Linked DNA regions of Mus musculus: regions 1, 2, 3, 4, 5 and 7 are each linked to region 6. A link is a contact called in public Hi-C, HiChIP or PLAC-seq and promoter capture Hi-C data. All regions are on one chromosome and are shown on one strand. Each heading gives the region's core, a stretch centred on a gene start, on an enhancer-like site or on the middle of the called end of the contact. The rest is flanking DNA. Distances are from core to core; before and after follow the strand shown.

Region 1 (3,514 bases), core at 712-3,211, 290 kb after region 6:
TAAGTCACTGGCTCCAACTGACCCAGACAACAAACTGTACTATAAGCATCATGCATATCAGCCAATATCCATAAATGGGTTTTCATTTTAGAAGAGTTCTTTCAACATCTATATTTGCTGCTTTCAGCAAATGGTTCACATGCATTGTTCTGGGTCCAGGGGGATGGAAGAGGACATAATTTAAGATTATGGCAATGCTTTTGCTTAGGTTGTAAAAGTTGATCACATGAGAAACCCAAGGCAAATACTGCTGATTGTTACATTATTCTCTTAAAGGCTGAGTACACAGTAGGAGAGCAGACTTAAGTCCTAAGTGATCTCGGGTACATTATTAATTCTGAGTGTGAGACCCAGCAAAAGTTCCAGTCTCTTAGAATGTATGAGACATTTTTAAAATCATAATATTGCATCACCACAGCCTGCCTGTCAATTCTAGTCTTGGAGTGCAAAGATTGGGGCTAATATGGCAGACCAGCCATATTAGTGAGCTCTGGATTTGATTAAGAGACCCTGATTCAGTAAGTAACATGGAACATCGACGGCGGATGGTTCCTGACATCAGTCTTGCATCTCTACATGCACATGCATGCACACACACTCACATACATGAAGCACACACACACACACACACACACACACACACACACACACACACACATGCACACATGCACACTCACAAGCACCTTCTTTCAAACATGATGCTACACACTTGTAATCCTAGCACTCCAGAGCCTGAGGCAGAAGGATCATAATTTTGACTACCTAGTGAGACCTTGTCTCAGAAGTTAAAAGCAATTAAAAGTAAAACACTGGATAACTGCTTACTTTTAAACTAGTGATATTGAAAATGCTTTAAACTAAGTGAGTACATGAGTATGTGAGAGGACAGGAAGATAATATCTCACCAAATAAAATTTAAAAATCTCAAAATATAAGAAAATTAACCACTCACAGGCCCATCTCACAAGTTTTAATAATTCTTTAAAGTTTTTATTTTTAGTGATTTTTTAAAAAAAAATTCCAGTATTATTTATTTATAATGCCTGGGTTTGGTGTGAAAAACTGTATATTTCCAGATATTTGTAGAATTCTTCACTTTGTAAAACTTGTACAATGTTTCTTGATATTTTTATCACCAATGTTATGAGTGTACTTATGTCATTTTAATTTTAAGAGCTTCATAAACAAGCAATCCAATGTATATACTATAATTTAATTTATAATTTTTTCATAGTGAAAGGTTTTGTTTCTTTAGTTTCAAGTTATAATGACAATGGACCAGCTGTCTCAATATTTAGAGATGGCTTTACATTTGGGTTGTTTCCCCAAAAATCTTTCCTAGAAAGGCTATTTCTAGCTTAATGGAAAAAATATTTTTAGGCTTCTCACATATTAACGCCCACACTTGAAGTATCTTTATGATCCACAACTAATGTTCAACCCAGTGGCCTAGTCACTTTGCGGCTGATGATTGGACAAATGTCTTAAATGTGACCGCGTCTTCCCCATTGCTCGAGCTGGAGATGCTTTTCCTCAGTCCCTCACTGTGGTGGTAGGAGGGGCTGTTGTGCCACCATCCACAGCTATTCTTCCATGTGGTTAGAGAAGCTGAGAAATAACGAGAGTTTCCGTTCCATGGCAAGGAATGGGTTTGGAGTGTTTATTCACAGAACGGTTCTCATGAGATGGGACCAGCTAAGAATAGCCCTGGGTTGACACTGTCCTACCTCCTCCTGCTCATAAGAGAAACTACTTCCCCACAAGAAGAAAGAATAGGTCACGAGTTGAGAGCTGAGACTTATATCTCAGAGATGCTATTCTTAGATATCCTGGGCCCCTGTGGTCACTGTGGACCCTGGGTTGTGTAATATCCATCATGACACCATTGCTGTGCTTAAAATTTTCCCTCCTCAGCCCCGGATTCCATTTCCTCATCTGCTAGGGCTACCTATAAGAGAAGGGGCATATGGCTTCAGACACCAGAAGGATACAAGCAGCAGCGAGTACCAGTCCCTTTTCTGTTCTGCTGACAAGCTCACCCTCTGTCACCTGCTCAACATCATGAAGGTCTCCACCACTGCCCTTGCTGTTCTTCTCTGTACCATGACACTCTGCAACCAAGTCTTCTCAGCGCCATGTGAGTCTACACTGCTACAGGAGGTGTCCCCAGTCTCTGGTCTAAGGCAGACCATAGCAGTCTTTTCTGTGGTTTCAGAGTCTACAAGAGAAAAGAAGCTGGTCTTTCTCTTTGAGATTTTTATTTTCCTCTCTATGGTGTGGAAGGGTCTAACCTTTTATAGGTACCCAGAACTTGAAATCACAGTAAGGATAGTGTTGTCATGTACTTACTAGCCAGCCCTGGGATTCTTAAGGAGCTCTGCCTCTGGGATGTCTTATGGTGATGCTCTGGTGTCTTCTTTGCTGACTTCTGGTATTAGAGAAAGCTGTGGGAAAGACACAGGGCAACACATAGAGAAAGAGAAAGCCCACAGTGAAAATATAGATAGAACAGAGACAGAAACAATGACATTTCTGGTCCCAAATGCCCAAATGCCTTCAGATCCTTAGCCTTCCAACTCCCACCCCAAGCACCTTCCTCGCCTCTTAAGTTGTTTTAGGTGTCCTACCCTGTTCAATGATGACTTTCTTCCCCTACAGATGGAGCTGACACCCCGACTGCCTGCTGCTTCTCCTACAGCCGGAAGATTCCACGCCAATTCATCGTTGACTATTTTGAAACCAGCAGCCTTTGCTCCCAGCCAGGTGTCATGTAAGTTCTGTTCTCGTGCTTTTCCTGATAAAGTGGGGTGAGGAACAGTGTAAGAGAGGGTTTTTCAGTCGTGGGGTGGGGGCGGGGGTGCAGTCACAAAAAGGGAAGCACAGGATCATCTAAAGGGTGCCAGTGAGAGGACGGGAGCGATGGAGAAACCACAGAGGAAGTCAGACTCTCCCATTGGATATTTAAGTTTTTTGACCCTTACCTCTCTCTGTGTAGTTTCCTGACTAAGAGAAACCGGCAGATCTGCGCTGACTCCAAAGAGACCTGGGTCCAAGAATACATCACTGACCTGGAACTGAATGCCTGAGAGTCTTGGAGGCAGCGAGGAACCCCCCAAACCTCCATGGGTCCCGTGTAGAGCAGGGGCTTGAGCCCCGGAACATTCCTGCCACCTGCATAGCTCCATCTCCTATAAGCTGTTTGCTGCCAAGTAGCCACATCGAGGGACTCTTCACTTGAAATTTTATTTAATTTAATCCTATTGGTTTAATACTATTTAATTTTGTAATTTATTTTATTGTCATACTTGTATTTGTGACTATTTATTCTGAAAGACTTCAGGACACGTTCCTCAACCCCCATCTCCCTCCCAGTTGGTCACACTGTTTGGTGACAGCTATTCTAGGTAGACATGATGACAAAGTCATGAACTGACAAATGTACAATAGATGCTTTGTTTATACCAGAGAAGTAATAAATATGCCCTTTAACAAGTGACTGGTGTTGAGTTTTATT
Region 2 (3,475 bases), core at 469-2,968, 390 kb after region 6:
GAGGCTTCTGGAAGTAGATGGTAATTAAAACAGAGGCTCACAGTGTGGGAAGCCATTGCAGAGTGGCAGTTACAGAGTGGCAGTTACAGAGTGGCAGTTACAGAGGGGCAGTTACAGAGTGGCAGTTACAGAGTGGCAGTTACAGAGTGGCAGTTGGCTACTGCTGGCCACCACACATACACAGGCAGTAAAGGTTCTTTTGCCAAGATGAGGTTTTGAGAATTAACCAAAGTTAACCAATCAGATGAGAGACAAGTTAACCAATCAGATGTGAGACACGCCTCTCCTAGGCATATATAAGCAGCACCAGTTCTGGGCTTGGGGTCTCTTTGCCTCTGCAATCAAGCTCTCCCAATAAACGTGTGCGGAAGGATCCTGTTGCAGCGTCGTTCTTCCTGGCCAGTCAAGCGCGCGCAAGATCACAGCTGGACAACATGCAAACAGTGAAAGGATCGGAGTCAGCACAGGAACACCGAGACCAAGTCCTCAGCACAAAGGAGATTTATTTACCTCAGAGGGACAGAGGGCAGGGAATAAGAGACAAGGACATGAGATAGAGAATAAGGGAGAAGGGGAAAAGAACAAGGGAGAGGAGGGAAGGGGTATTTGCCCCAGAGGGCCAAATGACTGCCTCTGGCTAAAGAGGAGACAGAAGTAGCCCATAGGTAAATGACAGTTCATAAAGGGAAAAGGGGAAACCCTGAGTTAGGACGACTTGGCAGGTGTGGTGGCTTGAATATGTTTGGCCTAGGGAGTGGCAGTATTAGGTGGTGTGGCCTTGTTAGAGTGGGTGTGGTATTGTTGGAGAAAGTGTGCCACGGTGCGGGTAGGCTTGGAGACCCTCCTCCTAGCGACGTGGGAGCCAGTCTTCTGTTTGCCTTCAGAACAAGATGTAGAACTCTCAGCTCCTCCAGCACCATGCCTGCCTGGATGCTGCCATGCTTCATGTCATGATGATAATGGAAACTTAGAACCAGTAAGCCAGCCCTAATTCAATTAAACCCTAATTAAATGTTCTTTATAAGAGTTGCCCTGTCATGGTGTCTCTTTACAGCAGTAAAAACCTAACTAAGAGAGTAGGTTGTTGTTGGTTTTTTTTTTTGTGGGGGGGGGGGGGGGGTTTCGAGACAGGGTCTCTCTGTATAGCCCTGGCTGTCCTGGAACTCACTTTGTAGACCAGGCTGGCCTCGAACTCAGAAATTCGCCTGCCTCTGCCTCCTGAGTGCTGGGATTAAAGGCGTGCGCCACCACGTCCAGCTTTTCTCTGCTTTTCATTATGACTCTCTCTCTCTCTCTCTCTCTCTCTCTCTCTCTCTCTCTCTCTCTCTCTCTCTCTCTCTCTCTCTGTTTTGCTTTCAATACATCCCGACCACAGTTTCCCTTCTCTCCACTCCTTCCTCTCTCCCTAACTCCACCTCCCCTCTCCCCTAACTCCACTCCTCTTCTAGTTCTCTTTAGGAAAGAGCAGACCTCCTGGAATATCCTCTGAACATGGCCTAAAAGACACAGTAAGTCCAGGCATGACCCCTCATGTAAGGGCTGGGTGAGACAGCCCAATAGGAGGAAAGGGTCCCAAGAGTGAGAGATGAGAGTGTCAGAGACACCCCACTCCCATTGCTAGGGGTCCCACAACAACACCGAGCTAACAGCCACGTATCATATATGTAGAGGACCTAGTGCAGAAGAGCCACGCAAGCTCCACGATCGCTGCTTCAGTCTCTGTGAGCCTCCATGAGCTCTGCTTTGTTGAATGGCTTGCCTCTTTAGCCGGGTGTCTTGAGAGCTTGTTGGGGTAACCGGGATCCAGGCTTTGACCTTAAAAATCTCTAGTAATGTGACATCAATTAAAGCTGCCATTGAGGGTAGATATAATTCGTTAAAACCTTAGTAGAAACTATGTGGTATTTCTGGACAGTGGCCCAAAGGAAGGAACCTGGAGCAACAGTCACCACTGGAGAATAGAGGGGAACCACAGAAAAGAGAAGCCAACAGAGGGGAAATCCCAAATTCTTTGTACACACTTAGTCTAAGCTTCTGGCTTGAACCAAACAAACTTCAGTTAGACTGAAAGCATTTGGCAGCGAAAGAAATAGACCAAGATCTGAGCCGCTATCCACGACAGGGTGCAGTTTGAACCCGAGCTTGTGGTCTGGTGAGACAAAGACAGAAACTCATCAGAGCAGTGCGGTAGAATCTCCAGAGTCACCACCATACTCACAGAGTCACCCCCATACTCACTTGTCCAAGATAAGATCCAAAATGACTCAACAGGAAGTGAGACCCAACCTCAAGCAACAGAGATAAGGGCATCACCAGGGAGGAACTATAAAGCTGTAAGAAACAAAAGCCCAGCCAGTGAGATGGCCCAGGGGGTTGAAACGCTTGCCCCCAGGCCTAACAACCTGAGTTCCATCCCTAGAGCTCTCATGATGGAAGGAGAGAAATCAACTTTTGAAAATTATCCTCTGACTTCCACATGCTGTGCTATACAAATAAATAACTGTGAAAAACCACTCTTACTTCTGAAGCCTACCATAGACCTGCTTGAGTGATTTAAAAATATAGACTGGGCTTTAATGCATTGCTCATCCAGGAAAACAAATGCTGAGTAGCCTGCCCCACTGCCAATCACCCCCCCCCCCACGTCAGACTCCAGTATCAATGTTCTTCAGGTGGGTTACACACAGAAGTCACGAAACACAGCACAGGCAAGGATGGAAGCCAGAGAGCTATGTGCTGCCTTCGCACACATCTCCCACAAGGCACTGGTGTACAGCACAAGAGTGCGTATCACACAAACCTCAGTTCAAATCCCAGCCCCATCACTCAGGACATAAAGGCTAGCAACTGCAAACCCCCAGTGTACAAAAGGATTCATCTCACTTGACCCCAGGTCGCACCCTCTAAACCTGACCTGAGCTCTACTAATCGTGGCCAAAAGAGCTAGTGTGCTGAAGACCAGCAGGCCAGCCAAGGCCTACCTTTCTGTGGTGCTAACAGAGACACTGAGAGATGCAGTCTCGTCTGTGCATGTACTTAACTAGCCGATTGACCAAACCAAGAGTCATGGCTGAGTCTTGAATCACAAGTGAAAAGAGTGGATGTACTAGTCAGTTGCTGAGAGGCGTGATAAATTGGAACCCTGATCTATTTACCACAGGGAAATCTGTTACGTTCTGGGAAAATCTGTTATGTTCTCAGTTTCACTGTCCCCAATCTTGAAAATAGTCCCTAGATGACAAGCTTGTGGAGTGAAGTTTCAATACAGATAAACAGGCTGCAGGACATATCACTCCAGGGGATGCTATCCCAAACAGACCTCTTTGGCACAAGGATTACCTTGTTGTTATTATTTTGGGGAACAGCAGGCACAGGTGGACAAGAAAAGGACCCTTTTGTAAGAGAAATTCACAGCTAGACAAGAGAAACTCTATACACGGGGGGCGGGGGGCATATCTCTGTATCAGAATACCTA
Region 3 (3,813 bases), core at 1,035-3,534, 360 kb after region 6:
GGCCTGCAGAACCTGTCATGTGAAGAATGGGAAATACAAAAGAGAAGACCTTGCACATGGACATTACACTCCTGTCCAATACAAACTCAACATCAGCATAAACCACAGGAAATACAAAAGTTTAGAGCTTTTTGTTTGTTTTGTTTTTTGTTTGTCTGTCTGTTTGTTTTTGAGACAGGGTTTCTCTGTGTAGCCCTGGCTGTCCTGGAACTCACTCTGAAGACCAGGCTGGCCTCAAACTCAGAAATCTGACTGCCTCTGCCTCCTGAGTACTGGGATCAAAGGCGTGTGCCACCACTGTCCAGCAAGAGTTTATAGCTTGACTGGTCCTCCTCTCCCATCTCCATGCATGAAAGGAGCATCCCAAGAGAACATAAACACCTGGATTAAATAAGGAGCTTGATACATGATATGAAAAAGGAAGTTGGGTTGGAGAGATGGCTCAGTGGTTAAGAGCACTGACTGCCCTTTCAAAGGTCCTGAGTTCAAATCCCAGAAACCACATGGTGTCTCACAACCATCTGTAATGAGATCTGATGCCCTCTTCTGGAGTGTTTGAAGACAGCTACAGTGTACTTGTATATAATAAATAAATACAAATCTAAAAAGAAAGAAAGAAAGAAAGAAAGAAAGAAAGAAAGAAAGAAAGAAAGAAAGAAAGAAAAAAAGAAAGAAAGAAAGAGAGAAAGAGAGAGAGAAAGAAAGAAAGAAAGAAAGAAAGAAAGAAAGAAAGAAAGAAAGAAAGAAAAAAGAAAGAAAGAAAGAAAGGAAGGAAGGAAGGAAGGAAGGAAGAGGAAGTAGGAGGAAGTAAATAGGGTATAGAACCATTGGGGGAGGGGACCATAGCAAACTACTGGAGATCCAAAATACAATTAAGTCAAATTAAAAATTCTGCAGAAAGCCTTACCAGTAGAATCAGTCAAGAAAAGGACAGCATATCTGAGCTTGAAGACAAGGCACTGGGAGCAGAAAGTGTCAAGGAAAAAGATGAATTAATGAAAAGGCATGAGTTGGACTTTGGGCTATTTAATACATGAGGAGAAGATAAAGTCTAATAATCACAGATATAAAAGAGTGAAGTTCTTTCCAAATGCACAGAAAACATTTCCAGTGAAATCATAGCCAAAAAAAATTTCCTAAATTAGGCAAAGAAACATCTAATCAAATAGAGAAGTCATTTAGAACACCAAAGAGACAAGACCCAAAAAGAACTTCTTCTTGTCATATTATAATTAAAGTTATAGTACTAAGTATTCAAAACAAAGAAAATGTGTAAAAAGCATCAAGAGAGAACCACTAAGTCATGTGTCAGGAGATGTCCATCAGCGTAACAGAGAGCTTGGAGAGGCGTTCCTCAAGCTTTGGAAGACATGAACCTCCAGCCCAGGACAGTATTGCCAGCAAAGGGCTCCTTCATAACTCAAGGAGAAAGGGGATCCTCCCTTGATAGAAAGAGGCTAATGAAACTCACGAAGACTGAACCTGGGTCCTCTGAAAAAGCAACAAGTGCTCTAAACCAGTGAGCTGGCTCTTTAGCCCTCTCTTCCTATTCTATTTGACCACATCAGACTAAAACCACAAATGAACAGCAAACATTCACAAACTCACGGAGATTGGATAACTGAGTGTGTAGACCAGACTGGCCTCAAACACACACACACACCTGCCTCTGGCTCCCAAGTGCTGACACCAAGTGGTGAACACCACCCCAACCAGCCTTAGATGTTTCTTCTGACAGACGTTCTAAAGATTTTTTTTCCTCTGATGTTAAAGTATATTAAAAATATCTAAAGGGGCTGGAGAGTTGGCTCAGCGGTTAAGGACACTTGCTGGCTTCAGTTCTCAGCATCCACATGATGGCTCACAACCATCTGTAACTCTAGTACCAGGGAATTTAACACCCTCTTCTGACCTGCACAGCACTGCATGTATGTGGTAGACATACACACATGCAGGCAAAACATGGATATAAAATAAATCTTTAAAAATTAAAGAAAAATAATTAAAGAAGGAGTTGACAACAATTTTATATATCTCTGGCAAGACATATAAGTTTACTTTTATAATCTATATCTGTCGGTCAGCTGTCAATGAGCATAAGCCAGCGTCCTCCAAGCTAACCTCTCATCAGGGGTCTAGAAGGATCCCTCACTCCCACCCTGTGGCCAGAGCTAAAGGAGTGAATGAATTTTATAAAAGGAGAAATCCTTCTGGAAATATTTACTCTCTCTGAATCAATTTGAACTTTGGAAAGCCCCAAGTCACCTTTGCCCTCCACTTCCCACTGCACACTGTTCCCTCTCTTAGAACTAGCATGTTGGGTGTTATGTAGTCAAAGGAGGGCATTATGAGCTGTACCCCAGGGACTTCCTGATCCTCTTACATGTATAAATAGCAAGACCGGGCCAGGAACAGCAAGCAGTCTGAAGGCCAGCTGGGTCTGCCCACTAAGAAGATGAAGCCTTTTCATACTGCCCTCTCCTTCCTCATTCTTACAACTGCTCTTGGAATCTGGGCCCAGATCACACATGGTGAGTCCTGTGGTGGTAACTGAAAATTTGGGGGGAGTTCCAGAAGGGGCAGCATTTAATAATTTCCATCCCAGACAGAGCAATGGAATTTACTTAGTACAGACCTGCCTCTGGCTATAGCCCCTGGATCAGTGGTTCTCAACTACCGGTTGCCACCCTTTTTGGAAGTCAAACAACCTCTTCACAGGGCTTGCCTAAGACCATCAGAAAACATAGATATTTACATTATGATTCATAGCAGTAACAAAATTACGGTTATAAAGTAGTAATGAAATAACTTTATGGTTGGGGATCACCACGACATGAGGAACTGTATTAAAAGGCTGCAGCATTAGGAAGGGTCTGGTCTGGAAGCTGGTACACAAATGGCTTGCTTCCATTTGGAGAAGCAAATGTTTTCCTTTTTCATAGCTAGAATTATTTGATAACTTTTCCTAGCCAATCCTAGCTGACATTGTAGTTAGATCGAAATAACTATAATTAAAGCATACATTTGTAGAAATGAATATAAAACTCTGTGATGCTAGAGTTATTAGATGTCAGCTAGTATAGAACCATCATTTTTAAGGCATTGGGACCAGTCAGGCCAATGGCTCATCCAAGGTCACCATTTCATCTGAAGCTATGATATTTTAGTTTATGGAGGTGACCAGGGCTCAACACAGAGAGGTCCTGTGAAATAAAAGAATGTATTCCTCAACTTTTCTAAGGAGGAGAGATACATCATGTCTCACAGAGCCAAGGAGAATATTGGAGTTAGGCCAGGAGGCATAAGTAATGAAATAGAGAAACTTGTGTCAGATTCTTTATTGGAGATACTGGAAAAGAGGAAGGGCACAATGCAGGGTTCAGTTAAGATTTCCTAGACTGAAGAAGTCGAGCAGACTTTGTATATATGGATGGTCTTTAAGGATCTAGCTTTAGGAAGAGTTAGGGCAAGGGAAATACCAACATGGTGTTTGAGAATGATAAAGGTTGGGTGCTGGGCTCAGTGAGAGTTGGTTAAGAAGCAGTTAGCCCCTCCCTGTGGTCAGGATTTTAAGTATGCCAGAATACCATAATATGCAGAAAACAAAATACAGTTAGTAGAGTTAGCTATTGCTCAACTGTCCAGATGTTGATTCATTCTTCCTCTGGCATCCCTGAGGGGTGGGACAAATGGAAATGCATCATTCTTGTAGAAAAAGAAGAAGTTAGAAGACAAGCAAGCCTTGTATATATTATTGCCCTGCTCACTTTTCAAACCAGATAACTGAAACAGAGAATTGGAACAGCCTTCAAT
Region 4 (3,773 bases), core at 387-2,886, 450 kb after region 6:
ATACTCAGCACTTACCACCAAAATTTTTGAAGCCACCGCGGTCACCACCACTGCAGAGGAAAAATTGAAGAAATGATTTCTTCCTTAAGTAAGTCTCTAATGTGCTGAGCCCTGGGCTCAATCTACACTTAACTGTCACAAGTAGAGTGCCTAGAAAAATAGTAGCACCAACTTTCCAGTAAATCCATTTCAGAGTTCAATGATTCAATCTAAGTGCTTTCCCAAGGATTTATTTCCACAAGCTGTCTTCTCACATTTATAACACATCTAATATTACTTTTTATGTTAAAAAAAATTCATCTTCCCAACCCCAAGCCAAAAGATTACTACTCAAACCATAACTTAAAGCTGCAGGCACAGCATGAAAAATATGAAATTAGAGTATTAGGACTATTTTTAAATATAAGAAAGAAAAAACTAAAAGACTAGAGGAATAAAAAGTAAAGTTAGACTTTGATAGCAGAACAGAAAAGGTAAAAACTTGAAGACAGATTCTGCTGTGATATTAAATTATGGATTTTATTAATTTTTAAAGGGATAAACTTTTTTAAAAAATGAGTCTGAATAAAGATAGTCTTAAAACTTTAAACTTAAGACTGATAAAAAGTGAGGACTAAAAAAAAAGCTAAACTCAAAACTTCTCTCCATGATCCACTTTAATATGAGATCTTTTCCTATCACAGCAGAGGTTCAAGCTGCCAAATGGTCTAAAGACCAAACCAACAAAATATGTGAAAGATGCAAAGCCACAGAATGACTTTGACAAATTTATACTGTCAGTTAAGTCAATGATCCTTGTACACATAAGGTTTTATGTAACAAATCTAAGCAGCTCATGCTAACCAAGTAATTAAAACAAAAAACCAACCAACCAACCAACCAAACAAACAAACAAAAAAAGACCCCAAAATTCTCAAGTGAAAACCTTCTATAACACAAGTGCTGATAAGGAACTAACAGTTTCAGATTATATCTGAGTTGCTGCTCATCTATCATGATCCTAGCAGCTAACCTATTTATTATCTGCTTACAAACCTCTGCTCTAGGGACTACCCAACTCTAGATGGCTTTTCTGAATTGTCCAATTAAAACTAACTAAATAAGAAAGCTTTCTCTTTTTAATTACACTACCATAAAAACATTTTGCTTTGCAATCAACTTAGGACAGACACAAGTGTTTTAATTTGCTTTTAAATTGTATAAGTCCCAGAAAACCCTTCTTTCTAGCAGGAGAATAAGGTTCATTCAAGGCTATGTAGACCATACTAAACTGAAGTCCTTCATAAATACAGCTTTGTATTTAAAATTACTGTTTTAGCACAGTACCTAAACTTTCCCTGTACTTTAACTGAAAGGTCTATCACTGCTACCTCTTTAAGAAAGAGAAGCTACTCATTACTATTTTGGTTTTAGTTTCTTGAGACAGGATAAGGATGGTCCTGAATTTGCTACCTAGATAAAGATGAACTTGAGTTCCTGATCCTTTTGTGTTGAGGTTTGGCCTTTTGCCACGTAAGATACTGCTAAATTCTCTATCCCAAGGTCATTGCCTCAAGACAAGTGAATTCTCAAGTATACCAGCTTTTGTTATGCAAATCTTGCTCTTTAAAACTACTTGTTGAATAATGATGCCTACAGCCTGTAGCTGGGCAGAAAAGAGGTAGTAGTAAGCTTAGGTTCCTGGGCTTGGGGTCTGAGACAGAGTCCACTAGGAGTGAGCAGAAAGAAGGCAGAAAGCGCCATGGGGTAAGTATAACTTGAGTGCATAGCCATGAAGGCCCACCTGTTGGCGGTAGGAGTGGCCCAGGTGTAACATTGCAAATGGTATTTGGAGAGGGGGGGTGTTTACTGATAGGAAAGTAGACAAAAGAGCAGAGGGTTGATATCTGCCCAGTTCTAATGCTTTAAGGCTTATTATAAACATAAAGGTTTTGTGTCTTTTTTATTTGGAACTAAATGATTAAGGTGGGGTAGAAACCCCCAAATAAAGTTTACCACAACGCTTTTGCTTCCTCCTCTAAAGTACATTTGTCATAAACAAGCAGAGGTTAAATTGTTGAAAATAAAATGTTCCCCTTCTTTTTCAGTACTGGGGTCTCATGCTTGCTTAAATGGTCTATTTTCCAAGCCCCTTGAAAATTGTATTAGAAACCAAGGTTCCTTCAAAAATGAACCTTAGAACCCCAGTGACAGACAAGAATTAAAATATCAAGCCCACATTTCTTAAAACTTTTTTCCTTGTATATGGTGCATGCATGCATGGGTGTGGGTGTGGGTGTGGGTGTGGGTGTGTGTGTGTGTGTGTGTGTGTGTGTGTGTGGTGTGTGTGTGTGTGTGTGTGTGTGTGTGTGTGTGTGTGTGTGTGTGTGTGTGTCGGGGGGGGGGGGGTTACACCCTAATTGCTATATTGTCCAGCCAGGGCTACACAGAGAAACCGTGTGTGTGTGTGTGTGTGTGTGTGTGTGTGTGTGTGTGTGTGTGTGTCGGGGGGGGGGTTGTGTGTGTGTGTGTGTGTGTGTGTGTGTGTGTGTGTCGGGGGGGGGGGGGGGTTTACACCCTAATTGCTATATTGTCCAAAAAACAGCTGATCTGGCCCACAATAAAGAAAAATATACAGTGTTATGTGTAAGGGAGACTCATTTCCATTCTTTTTTTTTCTTCAAGACAGGGTTTCTCTGTGTAGCCCTGGCTGTCCTGGAACTCACTCTATAGACCAGGCTAGCCTCGAACTCAGAAACCCACCTGCCTCTGCCTCTGCCTCCCAAGTGCTGGGGTTAACTGTTTAAAAGGAAAAAAAAAAAGATAGAGATGACTCAATGGTTATCTTGCTGCTCGTTCAGAAGATCCAAGTTCAGTTTCCCAGCACCCATGCTCAGTGGTTGCAATAAAACTGCCTACAATTCTAGCTCCAAAGGATCCAATACTCTATTCTGTCTGTGGGCACCACCACATGGCAAATATTTACAAAAAAATAAATACACATAAGTAAAAGTATTTTTTAAAAGATGCATCCTCTAAAAGGATATATAACATTAAGGCTGAGTTTCCTTTTTTACAAAACTCAGTCCTATACCCTTACTATTCAAAGGGTAAGTATAAGTATAAACATAGCCCAAGAGCTTCGCAGAAAATGGTAATTTGCATTTTAGTAAGATCCCCATGTAACACATTATATATATTTAAGTCTAAGAAATACCATCCTAATGTTTACCTGTACATTCAAATGTCATTCAATCATTCTCACTCCCTAAGTAAGCTTTATATTAACTATATTACAATTCCTTTATTAGGAAATTTACTGTATTAACTACAGAAATAGACTTCAAGGAGTAAGGGAGATATTCTTGTGGATAGTCTCTCCTTCAAACTTGCAGTTAAGTCAAAGTCATTTCTTCTACATATTAAGGCCTCGCTAGCAATTTAAGACAGAAGAATATTTCAACAACTATGTCAAAATGTTGCAAATTTGTTTTCAATCCCAGACATAGAAGCAAAAAGTACACATAAAGAACTCCCCAAGAACATTTTAAGGGATATTTAAGACACATAGGTATGTTCAACTTAATTGGCTCAGTATCCCCACATAAAGAAACTTAAAAGATTATGAAGATATGGGTCTTCCAAATTCAAAAACCACAATGAAAAGAGGACTCTAGGGTAGCCTGGAGGTTTCAATGTGATGTCATAATATACTTAGAAAAGACACATTCAATATAAAGGAAATTTTGGTGGCAGAAAAGATAACTCAATGGTTAAGAACACTGCCTTGCTCT
Region 5 (3,453 bases), core at 313-2,812, 470 kb after region 6:
CTTTTCTGGACCTTTACCTGGAAAAAATATGCCAATTTCTCCTCTGGAACTAATAATCCCTTGTTTGAACAAAAAGCAGAATTTAAAAAGAGCTAACTTCACTTCAGCCTAGCTTTTTCCACCATACAGGTACCCTACCCAAAAAGATGAGATTTCTAGCTCCTCAGTATCATTGCTAATCTGAGGGAAGACCATCATTCTCTGTCCCGTCTTTCTCGCTCCTTTTGAATCTTCTCCAATTGCAGATTTGATCATACACATCCCTCCAGGTGGACTGGGAAAACCTTTAGAAAAGGATTGCCAATTAATTAATAAAAGGGCAAATCTTCCAAGCATAGTGGTGCACACCTTTAGTGCCAGCGGTTAGGTGGATCTGTGAGTTTGGGGCCAGCCTGGACTCCATATCGAGTTCCAGTTGAGCCAAGGATACCTCATGAGATCCTTTCTCTCATAAGTAGGTGAAAAACTACCAAAGTCATTATGTCATCTCAGCCATATGGCTTTAGGCAATGTTTTCCTCAGAAGTAAAGAACTCTCGTTCTGGGTCTGTCTTTGCCACCTGTAAGTGTAGCCCAAAGAAAGGACCTTATGTGGTCAACTGGAACTGTTAGAATTCAGAGGACTTTTAAGTTCTGGTTTAACAGGACCCAGACTGCCTGTCCGGAGGGGGGAAAGCCTCACTTCCACACAGCAGTGGCCTCTATAAATACTAATTTGAGGAAGACGCTGTCCTTGGTCTCTAAAGTCTTAAGGGAAATGCCACGAAGACCTAAAAGTGCTCGTCAGTAACTGGCAAGGCTTAATTCTAAGTTCAGGAGATTAACAAGTGGAGGAGGGAGTACAAAGGTGAAGCCCAATAAACAAACACCGCCCCGCAACCCCAATGGTTACAGCAGAGGGAATGACCGTAGCGCGACTTCGGGTAAGGCAAAGTGCTTCGAAAAGGGCTCCCAGAGCGTAAGACTCCCACCTGATGAATGGGTGAGTCAGGAAGGCCCAGCTCCACTTCTCGGATGGGGAAACAGAGGAACGAGGTGGCGAGACGACCGGCCGGAGGCCTCGCTGAGAGATCTGAGTCGGCGCGGAGGACCCGAAGCCCCCAGTCCTCAGGCTGATGCTCAGATCTCGGCTCCCCCCGCCCTTACGATGGCGTAGACGGGCCTCCGCCCCCCCCCCAACTCACACACACCCTCCCCGGGGAGCTGCTCATCTCCCCAGGTTCCAAGGGCAGGATCAAAAGAGCTCCGGGGCGCTCCCGCCGTGATTTGTAGCCAGGGAGCGTTGGGAGCGTGCGTGCCTCCGGTCCAACATGGCGGCGACGCGGCCGCCCCCCTCCCTCCCCCCACCCCAGCCTCCCTCAGGCCGGAGTCTTTCCCTCGCGGCCCTCCGGTGGGCGGGAAGACGGCCAGAACCCACCGGACCCCTTCTCGCCGCTGCCGCTGCTCGCTGACGGAGTCACCTACCCGACATGACTAACAGCCGCGGCGCGGAGCCCCGCCACGGCCCGCGGAGAACAAGGAAAACGAAAAGCCAGGCGGCGCGGCTGCTGGAGCTGCTCTGAGGGCGGCGCGGCGGGCTGAGGCCGACTGCGGGCCCTCGGCAGCCAATCAGCGCGCGGCAGGCGATACCACTGCGCCGAAGCCGGAGGGGTGATTCCACGCCACTCCGTTCCGCCGAGCCTTAGAGTCCTCCCGGATCTCCCCTCCGCGACCGTACCATTATTGAGAGGGAATTGAGAGAGGAAAGTACCAATGCCCTCCTGGGGCTAGGGGAGGAAAGCGAGCCAGCTCGCTCCGCCCCATTCACAACCCCAGTTCTAGTTTTACCGGGTCTGGTAGACTTTGAAGCTATGAAGCGAAAGACGAGGCTCCCCTTTTATAAATAAGAACTTAATGCCTGGGAAAGTCGATTCTTCCTTTAAAATCGGGAATGGTGTGGTCGGCCTCGCTCGGGCTCTTGCTGCAGAACTTGAACCACTTGGGGGCGTCCCGAGTCTGGGCAGCGAGCGGAACGAAAGTCGTGACAAGCTCCATACCTGATCGCCTCCGGGGCTGTTATAACCACCTTGTCCAATAAAAAAATCGAAGTGAGACCAGAACAAAAATGTGACTTCAGTCTAAGTCACGCGCATAACTGGCTCCGGGAATAAGGAGACACGGGAATGGATCTTTCTTAGTCCTCTGTAACAGCTAACTCTTAAATTGTCAGCGCCTTACATCATCTCATTTAATTCGCACAACAGACTGATGAAATAGTTTCCCCCAGTTGCGGATACAGCCGGATAGCCTGAGGCTAACCAAGGGCAAAGGTGGAATTTTGAAGCCTGGTAACCAGACCCTGTTGCTAAGGGGTTTTACCGGAAAGCCGTAGAGTAAGCTCAGTTGGGAAAAGGGCTTGGAAAACTCGAGAATCTGCAAGGACATTTCCCCGAGTGAGTGACACCTGAACGAAGACCTGGGTGATGAGTTATTCAAGTTGAATTGGGCAAAAGATCTGTCCAGACTTGGTGTAGAACAAGTAATTTGATATGTTTGAAGTGTAGCCTCCAGGGGAGAAAAGTTGAACTTGCCAGAAAAGTAGGAGGGTATATAGCTGAGGCCTCTTAGTTTGAACTTTGTCCTGAAGGTGGTGGATCCACCCACTAGAGAACTTCAAAAGGTGGAGATTAGATATGTATTTTCCAGCTGTAGAATGAAGAATAGGTTGGAGTTGCGAGGTGCCTAAAAGTGGGAGAGAGAAGCGAGACTAAGAATTTTGCTCAGTGATCCAAGCCTGGCCTAACATGCTTGAGTCCCTGGGCTCAATTCCCAGCACTGATAATTTTTAAAACCAATTGAGGTAGCATGGCCCAGTACTAGAAAGTGGAATCAGGAGGACCTCTGAATTTGAGGCCAAACTGGTATACATAGTGAGTTCCAGGACACACAGGACTGCAGAGGGCCTTTTTTATTTTTGTCTTAAAACAAAATATTTTAAGCAGGAAGATCACTTGAGTGGCTTAATAATAATGCTAGTGAGAGAGATCGCAGTGCACTGGACTCATAAAGTAACTGCAGAGGGAAGTGCAGAAGTCACAGACACTTAGGAGGCCATGAAAGCCTATGCAAGAAATGGCCAGATAGAGGTGTCCTGCACTGTGACAGGGACCAAGCGGAAAAGACTAGAATGGAGCAAAGAAAGGGTAAGTTCAGAATTGATACCTTCAGGTCAGAAAAGAGCATGAGGTCCTTTCTCCTCATTGTATCTGTATAGACAGAGGATTTTAGGAACCTTTAGACAGGACCAAAAGGCAAGGCTAAAGAAATAAAGAAATAAAAGTTCTTTCATGACTATGAGCCATGGTACTTTAGCATCTGTATCGAGGAGAGGAACCCAGAGAAGAGCTTATGCAATTGTAGAGAACCAGGCTACAGGAGAAAGAAAGATCTTCTGGGTTCTAATTTTGTTTTTGTT
Region 6 (3,737 bases), core at 926-3,425:
TAGCAATGAAATTACTATGCTTAGAGCTGTCCACATCATAGAAACAGCAGTTCTTCCTGTTTCTGTCAACACTGGCTCAATTAGAAGTAGACCTGACTGTCTTAATGACTAGATTAGCCAACTTTAATGTTTGTATGGTAGAACAAATATGTGAGAACAATCTAAAAAAAAAATTCTATGAGTAGTGAGCAAAGATCTTCAATGAATATTTTGTTTTTTACAAAGTCTAGCCTGGCCTTGAACTACAGATCTTCCCTCCTCCAACTTCAGAGTGATGAAACTGTAGGCAAGTATTACTATGCCCAGGTTTCTAATTGATTTTTTTTGTTTTTTGTTTTTTTAAATAATGGGTATGAGTGTTTTGTCTGAGTATCACATGTATGCCAGGTAACCAGGGAAACTAAAAGAAGGCATTCCATACCCTGGAACTAAAGTTATAGGCATTGTAAAGTGCCATGTGGGTGCTGGGAATTCAACCTGTATGCTCGGTAACAGCAGTCAGTGCTTTTAACTGCTAGGCCATCTCTCCATCTCCTCTGTGGCATTATTAAGACATAATTTTTAATTTCACTGAGACATAACTTCTAAGGAAGTGATACATATTTTTTCACAGAGTACCTCCACATTAGGATTATTATTCTCCAGAAATAGCAACACCTGTCCAAAAGGCTATGCATGACCATCATTGCAGTAGCAAGTAACAGCCAGTACCTAGGTATAATCCAGATGGCATCAACAAAGGTTGCTAGGTATGTGTTGTCTGACTTACCAGCTTGCACCGTTTTGGAACTGGAAAAAAAATGAGCATTAAGCCAATACTAACCTGAAGTCATCTTCTTTCTCTTTTTCTTCTTGGGCTCCTTACTCCTTTCCAACAGGACCCCTTGTGTTTTCTCCTCATTTGGGGGCTCCTGGTGTATTTGCAATGCTCCACATTCATCTGAGACGGACTTCTTGTTTCCGAAGAAGTCTAGTCCCTTCAGGACCTCCAAAGACTCGGAATCGAATTTCCTTTTTCCTACCTAAAACCCCAAAAGTTTTAAATGAAATTTACTGCCAGAACTGTTTCCATCCAACCGTGACTGGCTGTACGGAGGACGCAGGTTCAGTAATTCGCCTTTTTAACCTTTTCAAACAAGATTCTGTTGAGCTAAGTAGTGTGTTTAGGCAAACAGAATCCTATCAACAACAACAATGAATATTTATATACATTTACTACACGTCAAGGATATTTATTAGATATTAAATTACTTCATCCTCACACCAACCCTACAAGGTAAATAGCAGTGAGACAGAAGAGGGGAAAAAAAAATCCAGGCACCAGCAAGTAACTTAGTGAAGATCTCAGAAGTATTCACTAGCAGGCCCTGCATTTGATCCCAGAAATCCCTGCTCCAGGGTTCAAATGTAACCACAACACTGCAGTCAGGACGAAGAAACACAGACATCACCCTCCACAAAGGCTGTATTTTACAGTAAGGCTTATGTTTAAAATGTTTCACAAGTGAGTCCCAACTGACTTCCTTTCATGCTCACTACTTCTTTAAGAAACCCCCCGCATATCAGGATCACACTTTTGGTTGGCTACTTAAAATGTGGTTGGTTAGAGTGATGAAAAAACAAAACAAAACACCCCAACTCTCCACTGCAGTACAGCTATCTGTACATTAAGTCAAACTTGGGTAGCTTACAGTGAAAGCGTGCTTTCTTAGTTTCTAAGAGGGGTCTCGGAAAGGATTCCAACTTTGTGAGTAAAGTAAGATACCTGGGAATCAAAATGTCTGTGCCAGGCTCAACTGAGTCTACCGGGGCTCAGTAAACAGTCCTTCAGAAGTCTGGGGTAAATCTTAGGTTAAGCTAAATCCCAGGAGGGAAATGCTTGGGGGTGATCGGAGCCTGGCCTCGGGGTCTCCAGCGCGCCGGCTGCCCGGTTGGCGGCGGTCTCAATCTCCGGATCCCGCCCCTTCTCGGTCACGCGGCTCCCCGCGTACAGAAAGTACCTGGAATCGAGTAGCGTCTGCTGAGAAGCGCTTCACGTCGAACTTGGCGCCGGCTCCAAGCCGGCGAAACAGGTCGTAGGAATCCATCTTTACCCAGAAGGCCCCACGGCCTCCCGGCGCCTGCGTTTACCACTTTCTATCCGCGACTGCTTCCGCACAGGCCGTAGCGGAAGTCGCTCCAGGAGGCGGAGCCTGGCTGTGATAGGCGTGGAAAACGTGTGAGCTGGGAATTCGTTCACAAAATCCAAAATCGACGCTTCTTGTGCGTGGGAGTGTGCTAGACGTTTAGTGATAGTTTGATGAGCAACACGCCAATATTCTGCATTTTCGGTTACCGTTTAGAAAGGACAGAGATACTATTAACCAGTTACTGTAACTGAGGAAAATGGAAAGCATCGTGAGGCAAATTAAAAGCTGTGATGGGTTGAGAAGGGGTAGAAGCTAGTTTAGTTAGATTGGTTAAATTCAATCAAATTTGAACTGAGAAGGGGCCACTTTCCCAAGACATGGGAACAGCATTCCAGGGAAGAGAAAACCCATCTGAAGAAGGAAACGGATCTGAAACCTTGTTAGAACAGAAGCCGATCTGAGTTGCTCTCCAGTGCCACAGAAAGAAGGAAAAGGGGGTGGGTGGGGGGAGGGATGAAGGAAGAAATGAAGAAAGGAAAGAAAATTGGAGTAGCTGGAGCTAAGCTTACAGGGGCAAACAAACCAGGTCTCAACGCTGTAACAAGGGCATGATGAAGTATTTAGGTTTTAATCTAAACATGCTGCAAAACCAAAATTCATGGAAGGAGCAACTATCTTAGTTTATCCCATTTGATTTTTAGATTCATTCTCATTGTGTTTGAACTACTCGACTTTTTAAGTTTTGTATAACCTGTCTTCTGGAATGTAAGTCCACAAACATGAAGATCTATTTTTGCTTTATGATTGTATCCCTGGTTCTGTTTGCTTTCCATAAATGTTTGATGAATGAATTCGTGAAAGGGCCATACATGATTATTTGGAGTTATTTGGAGAAGGGACATGGAACAGATAAGAGTAGAAATGGAGACTAAAGTAGCTGTTGCTTTTATCTGGGTTGATAGCTATTCAAATGTGGATGGATTTGGGCTACAGTTTGGATATAGAGTTTAATGTACCTGATGGAGTTTGTGTAGGGTGAGGAAATGGATCCAGAGGTAGCTAAATATTGTGGTTTGAGCTGGGATGATGGCATGCCATTTACTGAACTAAGAAGAAAGGAAGAGCAGCCTTTTGGTGAGAATGAGAATCATGGAATTGTTACGTTTGTAGACATGTAGATCTCTACTTGATTAAGTGAAGACATCCAATTAGGTACTTGGACCCAAGAGTCTGAAGCTCAGGACTGAAGGCTGGAGAAACAAAACTGGGAGACATCAAAATATAAATAATACAATGCATAGACTCAAACATCATATGTCCATATCATTTGTGGATAGATCTATGATATAGAGAGGAGAGGGGGAAAGTTCAGTTCTAGTGAGACTTTCATTCTCGAGGAGAGCAGATGTGGAGTGAGCATAAGATGTCATGAAAATCTCTTCCCTGACTCCTCCTTACAGCTAACAGTGGGGACATCTTACTCTTTTAAATATATTTACTCCCTCTCTATAAATAGTATTTTGAGGAGACAGGAAGATGGCTCAACAGGTAGACACCAACCCTGCAAACTTGATGATCTGACTTTGATCCTGAGAACCCATGCAGAAG
Region 7 (3,453 bases), core at 635-3,134, 420 kb after region 6:
AGCCCGATCTCTTCACACACTGGCGCACCCTCAATGAGCAACGCAAGGAACGGGAGTCAAAATCGTTGTTTTGGAAAAGAAGAAACTTCCCAAGGTGTGCTTTGCCCATCTCTGTATTCTTCACACCTTCCCAACTCCTCCAGGAAAAGAGGGGAGAGTCAGGATGGGTTGGAATGGAGTGGGACAAGTCCAGTGCTAGAGAGGACCCTGCGATTCTAGATGGGCAACTCCATCAAGTGGGTATCAGTCTTTGAGTATCAGTCTTGCTCTGGTCTCATTGCTGAGGCTCTGTGGCAGAGGTAGGGATGTAACCCGAGGAGGGGAGGAAGGGGACTATGGCTGTCTATACAATTTCTTACACAGGTACTTCAAAGACAGTGCCCAAATGCCAAACCTCCATGTCTCTATCAGCAAGTTGACTTTAAAACCTAAGGAGGGACCAGGGTTGTTAGATCCCACCAAAGACCCCCTGAAGTGGCAAAGGTTAAAGGTCAGGATCATGGTGGGATAAGGAATGCGGGCACTCCCTTCCTGAGAATACTTTACCTTGGACTTGCTACCTCGGGTTCACACTACTTACCCTTCAGCCCTGGGTCCTTCCCTGAAAAATGGAAGGAAGGGAAATGGGGGATCGGTTTACTGGAGTCTATGGTTACTGGAGTCCTGTGGTTTTGTTCTTCCATTCAACTGGCCCACCCTGGATGAGCAGGAACTCACCAACGGCTTGAACTCCCCACAAGAGGATGAACAGTGCTATGCAGCCTACGTGAGGAGCATGGGCTTGGGGGGGGGGTGTAAATTGGAGGGGCAGCTTCCTGGGCGGTACTGAGATGGAAAGGGAAACAAGCTAGAGGTGGCTGGAAGGTGGCAGGGACACCCCAGATATAAAGTCTAGCTGTGTGCAGAACACGATAATTCTTGAGCTGGTGTCCAAGGATTCCCCTTCCCTCTCTTCTATCCCTCTTCCTGCAGGCTTTAGGGCACCTGGGCATCAGTAACAAGTTTGTCATGGAAGCACTGTGGCAGGTGGTGAGTCTGGGGTCTGCATGGAATTCAGGGAATGAGAAAAGAGGGTCTGAGGTATGGAGAGGGAAGATAGGAGTCTGGGCACAAGGCGCAAGACCTTCCAGAGCACCAGGAAAGGTCAGGTCCACTGTTGTGCGGTAGTCATGTCCCTGGCCTCCTTAGACGGCAATTTGAGAGTGGGAATCTGAAGATCCTTCTTGTCTATGAAAACACGTTGAATTGAAAAGCCAGAAAAGAGCTGGAGTCGCAGCCAGGCTTAGCCCATGCCTGCAAACCCAGTACTCAGGAGATGGAGGCAGGAAGATTACAAGTTCCACTCGAGCCTTAGCTACATAAGTTCAAGACCAACCTTGGCTGCATAGCAAAACCCTATCTTGAAACACTAAGGGCTGAGGCTATATATAGCTCAGGAGTAAAGCATTGGCTAGCATATACTAGGCCTTTGGGTTCTATCACCACTCATAGAGACACATACTGTCCTGGGACTGAGCTCATTCTGATTTAAGTAAAGCCTGCTCCAGGCTTACATATGCTAACCTAAGTGTCCCTGCTATGGTTGATGTTGGTCTGTTCTTCCTTCCTTCCTTCCTTCCTTCCTTCCTTCCTTCCTTCCTTCCTTTTCTTTCTTTCTTTCTTTCTTTCTTTCTTTCTTTCTTTCTTTCTTTCTTTCTTTCTTTTTCTTTCTTTCTTTCTTTTTCCTTCCTTCCTTCCTTCCTTCCTTCCTTCCTTCCTTCCTTCCTTCCTTTCTTCCTCACAATGTGCTGGCCTAAGGCCAAGTGACTACAATACTACACAGAGATGTGCATGTGCACAGAAGCCTGACTCACTGGCTTGGTGTTGTTCCATTGCACCATCCTGCATGTGTACTCTGTGTGACCACAAATAAGTCACATTCTAGCTCTCTGATATCTATTTTGTAGAAGTTACACTAAAACAATCCCTGAGGTTTTGACAAATCTATTTCTTTATGGTGTGTTTTCACTATTTCCTTCTTAAATCAGGCTCAAACTGGTTCAACAAAAGTGAAGAACGAGGCCTATAAGTCCCTGGCCAGCCTAGGTATGTTCTCACTCTCTGTAGGGAGTTGGGGAGGGACAAAAGTAAAGCCACTTTGTTCTTATAGGTATGAGTGGAAGGAAAGGGGTTATGACTGCACTCCAACCTTAGCATGCTACAGAGTCTGGGAACCACCCTGGGCACTGTTGGGCAAAGAGAAGATAGAATGAAAAGAAAAGATAGAGTAGAGGGAGGGACAGGGAAGGCTCTAGAAGTTGCATTCATGCTTAGCCAGCTCTCTGATCTCATGGGAGAATGGCAACCCCTGTTGGGCCTCCTGTCTTAAGAGTAAAGTGGTGTTCAATAGGTCCTTACCGAAAGGAACAGTCCTTAAGGCCCTGCCCTGACTTGAACACCTTCCTCATCCAGGTTGCTTGGATAAGTCTGTGATCAAGGCTTTCATCAAACAGTTGATGGAACACAAGGAAAGTCAAAGGCTGGAGACCCTGGTGGGGCTACGAGTAGCGCTGAACTCCTGGGCTGCTATGCCTAAGAACAAGGTGACTGAGAATGGAGAATCCATAATTGGGGCAAAGAAGGTCAAAGTCACTGGTAATTTTGGTTGGGAGTTGAGTGTGGAAGAAGGCTGCCTAAGTCTCAGATTTAATAGAAGACACTGCCCTTGTGACGTCCCCTCTAAAGTTGAGTGAGAGTATAGGCTGATTTATTCAGACAAGCTCTGTAAAGCTGAAATCATTAAATGGGATTCAGCAAGAAACTAGTCTGTCTGTACTCTTTCAGTTGGCGCTATCGTTATCATCACCTCGAAAACAGACCACTGAAGCAAAATGCCTGTCACAAAGGAGCAGAAACTAAAAGTCCACTGATACAGCTTTCACTTATGCCCCCCTTTAGAGCCCTGGTTCTTTAATTCCAACAGTACTTCATGTAAAATAGAATCGGTTACTCATCCATTTATTCTGCAAATTTGTATTAAACAGTTATCATGCACCAGACACTGTTGGTCCCTTGGGATATATCAATAAACCAAACAGGCAACAGGGCTTGTGGGTGGCAGGGGGGAGGAAAGGAGAGGAGACTCACAAAACAATTTAATTACAAAAGTTTATAGAATGTTAGAAGTCACAAGTGTGCAGGGAGGGAGGAGCACCAAGATCACTGTGTAGGGTGAACGGACAGGTTATAATTTAGACATGGTAGACAGGGAAGGTCCAGTGTGAACAATATATTTGAACAAAGGCATAAAGATGCTTTATAGATCCCTGAGAGAAAGTGTTCCAGACAGAAAGACTGGTCAGCCCAAAGGCAGAAACATGGCTGGCCTGGCCAAAGATCAGCAAGAAAGACAGTTGTTGAAGTGGAACAGAAAGAAAAGCAACAGGAAATGAAGGTCTAGTCACTAGAGTATAT

Evidence for each region. Promoter capture Hi-C pulls out the DNA fragments that hold promoters and counts their contacts. Hi-C and Micro-C count contacts between places; a contact is called where the count stands out from the background. HiChIP or PLAC-seq counts read pairs in DNA pulled down with a chosen protein or histone mark.
Region 1: a Hi-C map of B cells shows a contact between it and region 6, with 1.7 times the contacts expected there. The contact joins the promoter of Ccl3 here to the promoter of Ddx52 in region 6. A contact is called at or near these places in 6 of 39 promoter capture datasets (the 3T3-L1 cell line, 3T3-L1-derived adipocytes, hippocampal neurons and 2 more), 1 of 15 datasets of contacts at CTCF or cohesin (large pre-B cells), 2 of 484 Hi-C or Micro-C datasets (B cells and the C10 cell line), 3 of 115 datasets of contacts at active chromatin or transcription factors (bone marrow-derived dendritic cells, effector CD8 T cells and memory CD8 T cells) and 1 of 9 other capture datasets (adipose tissue).
Region 2: a contact with region 6 is called in an H3K27ac HiChIP or PLAC-seq map of T-cell acute lymphoblastic leukemia, with 4 times the contacts expected there. The contact joins the enhancer-like site here to the promoter of Ddx52 in region 6. A contact is called at or near these places in 17 of 39 promoter capture datasets (the 3T3-L1 cell line, 3T3-L1-derived adipocytes, the C10 cell line and 11 more), 1 of 15 datasets of contacts at CTCF or cohesin (large pre-B cells), 28 of 484 Hi-C or Micro-C datasets (B cells, the BV-2 cell line, the CH12 cell line and 18 more), 13 of 115 datasets of contacts at active chromatin or transcription factors (CD8 T cells, the NIH/3T3 cell line, T-cell acute lymphoblastic leukemia and 8 more) and 2 of 9 other capture datasets (adipose tissue and liver).
Region 3: an HNF4G HiChIP or PLAC-seq map of pancreatic cancer cells shows a contact between it and region 6. The contact joins the promoter of Ccl9 here to the promoter of Ddx52 in region 6. A contact is called at or near these places in 11 of 39 promoter capture datasets (the 3T3-L1 cell line, the C10 cell line, the SN4741 cell line and 7 more), 1 of 15 datasets of contacts at CTCF or cohesin (large pre-B cells), 7 of 484 Hi-C or Micro-C datasets (B cells, cerebral cortex, cortical neurons and 4 more), 8 of 115 datasets of contacts at active chromatin or transcription factors (the NIH/3T3 cell line, acute myeloid leukemia, embryonic limb bud and 4 more) and 3 of 9 other capture datasets (adipose tissue, liver and macrophages).
Region 4: a contact with region 6 is called in a promoter capture Hi-C map of trophoblast stem cells, with 2.7 times the contacts expected there. The contact joins the enhancer-like site here to the promoter of Ddx52 in region 6. A contact is called at or near these places in 16 of 39 promoter capture datasets (the 3T3-L1 cell line, 3T3-L1-derived adipocytes, the C10 cell line and 11 more), 11 of 484 Hi-C or Micro-C datasets (B cells, conventional dendritic cells, cortical neurons and 6 more), 5 of 115 datasets of contacts at active chromatin or transcription factors (the 230-238 cell line, bone marrow-derived macrophages, embryonic forebrain and 2 more) and 1 of 9 other capture datasets (liver).
Region 5: a contact with region 6 is called in a promoter capture Hi-C map of pre-B cells, with 7 times the contacts expected there. The contact joins the promoter of Taf15 here to the promoter of Ddx52 in region 6. A contact is called at or near these places in 18 of 39 promoter capture datasets (the 3T3-L1 cell line, 3T3-L1-derived adipocytes, the C10 cell line and 13 more), 7 of 484 Hi-C or Micro-C datasets (B cells, CD4 T cells, cortical neurons and 3 more), 16 of 115 datasets of contacts at active chromatin or transcription factors (the SCID.adh cell line, T-cell acute lymphoblastic leukemia, acute myeloid leukemia and 13 more) and 3 of 9 other capture datasets (adipose tissue, liver and macrophages).
Region 7: a contact with region 6 is called in a FOXA1 HiChIP or PLAC-seq map of pancreatic cancer cells. The contact joins the enhancer-like site here to the promoter of Ddx52 in region 6. A contact is called at or near these places in 11 of 39 promoter capture datasets (the 3T3-L1 cell line, 3T3-L1-derived adipocytes, the C10 cell line and 8 more), 2 of 484 Hi-C or Micro-C datasets (embryonic stem cells and liver), 7 of 115 datasets of contacts at active chromatin or transcription factors (the 230-238 cell line, bone marrow-derived macrophages, forebrain and 4 more) and 3 of 9 other capture datasets (adipose tissue, embryonic stem cells and macrophages).

The regions. Positions count from the first base shown.
Region 1 is chr11:83,647,825-83,651,338 of GRCm38.p6, reverse strand. It overlaps Ccl3 (chemokine (C-C motif) ligand 3), which reads left to right and starts at 1,961. Exons shown (of 3, transcript NM_011337.2): 1 at 1,961-2,137; 2 at 2,659-2,770; 3 at 2,996-3,496. The coding sequence starts at 2,062. The coding sequence ends at 3,086. It also overlaps a transcript of Ccl4 not described here.
Region 2 is chr11:83,549,069-83,552,543 of GRCm38.p6, reverse strand. No RefSeq gene overlaps it. Among named protein-coding and RNA genes, the nearest start is that of Ccl5, 20 kb to the right of the region's middle. Within about 2 kb of position 1,718, at least 95 of the 459 cell types and tissues checked have an H3K27ac peak or open chromatin away from gene starts, as enhancers often do. A contact at or near this core is called in B cells, CD8 T cells, the CH12 cell line and 8 more, where this site is marked.
Region 3 is chr11:83,577,107-83,580,919 of GRCm38.p6, reverse strand. Ccl9 (chemokine (C-C motif) ligand 9) reads left to right here and starts at 2,284. Exons shown (of 4, transcript NM_011338.2): 1 at 2,284-2,531. The coding sequence starts at 2,456.
Region 4 is chr11:83,493,539-83,497,311 of GRCm38.p6, reverse strand. It overlaps Taf15 (TATA-box binding protein associated factor 15), which reads right to left. Exons shown (of 16, transcript NM_027427.3): 8 at 16-50. Among named protein-coding and RNA genes, the nearest start is that of Gm32650, 17 kb to the left of the region's middle. Within about 2 kb of position 1,636, at least 11 of the 459 cell types and tissues checked have an H3K27ac peak or open chromatin away from gene starts, as enhancers often do. A contact at or near this core is called in embryonic stem cells and trophoblast stem cells, where this site is marked.
Region 5 is chr11:83,471,217-83,474,669 of GRCm38.p6, reverse strand. Taf15 (TATA-box binding protein associated factor 15) reads right to left here and starts at 1,562. Exons shown (of 16, transcript NM_027427.3): 1 at 1,464-1,562. The coding sequence starts at 1,470.
Region 6 is chr11:83,940,528-83,944,264 of GRCm38.p6, reverse strand. Ddx52 (DExD box helicase 52) reads right to left here and starts at 2,175. Exons shown (of 15, transcript NM_030096.2): 1 at 2,001-2,175; 2 at 824-1,022. The coding sequence starts at 2,087.
Region 7 is chr11:83,515,747-83,519,199 of GRCm38.p6, reverse strand. Heatr9 (HEAT repeat containing 9) reads left to right here. Exons shown (of 15, transcript NM_001045543.2): 3 at 1-94; 4 at 364-490; 5 at 710-766; 6 at 973-1,029; 7 at 2,028-2,085; 8 at 2,452-2,582. The region is part of intron 2 of Gm32650 (a long non-coding RNA gene); the gene reads right to left. Among named protein-coding and RNA genes, the nearest start is that of Gm23247, 3.7 kb to the left of the region's middle. Within about 2 kb of position 1,884, at least 5 of the 459 cell types and tissues checked have an H3K27ac peak or open chromatin away from gene starts, as enhancers often do. A contact at or near this core is called in pancreatic cancer cells, where this site is marked.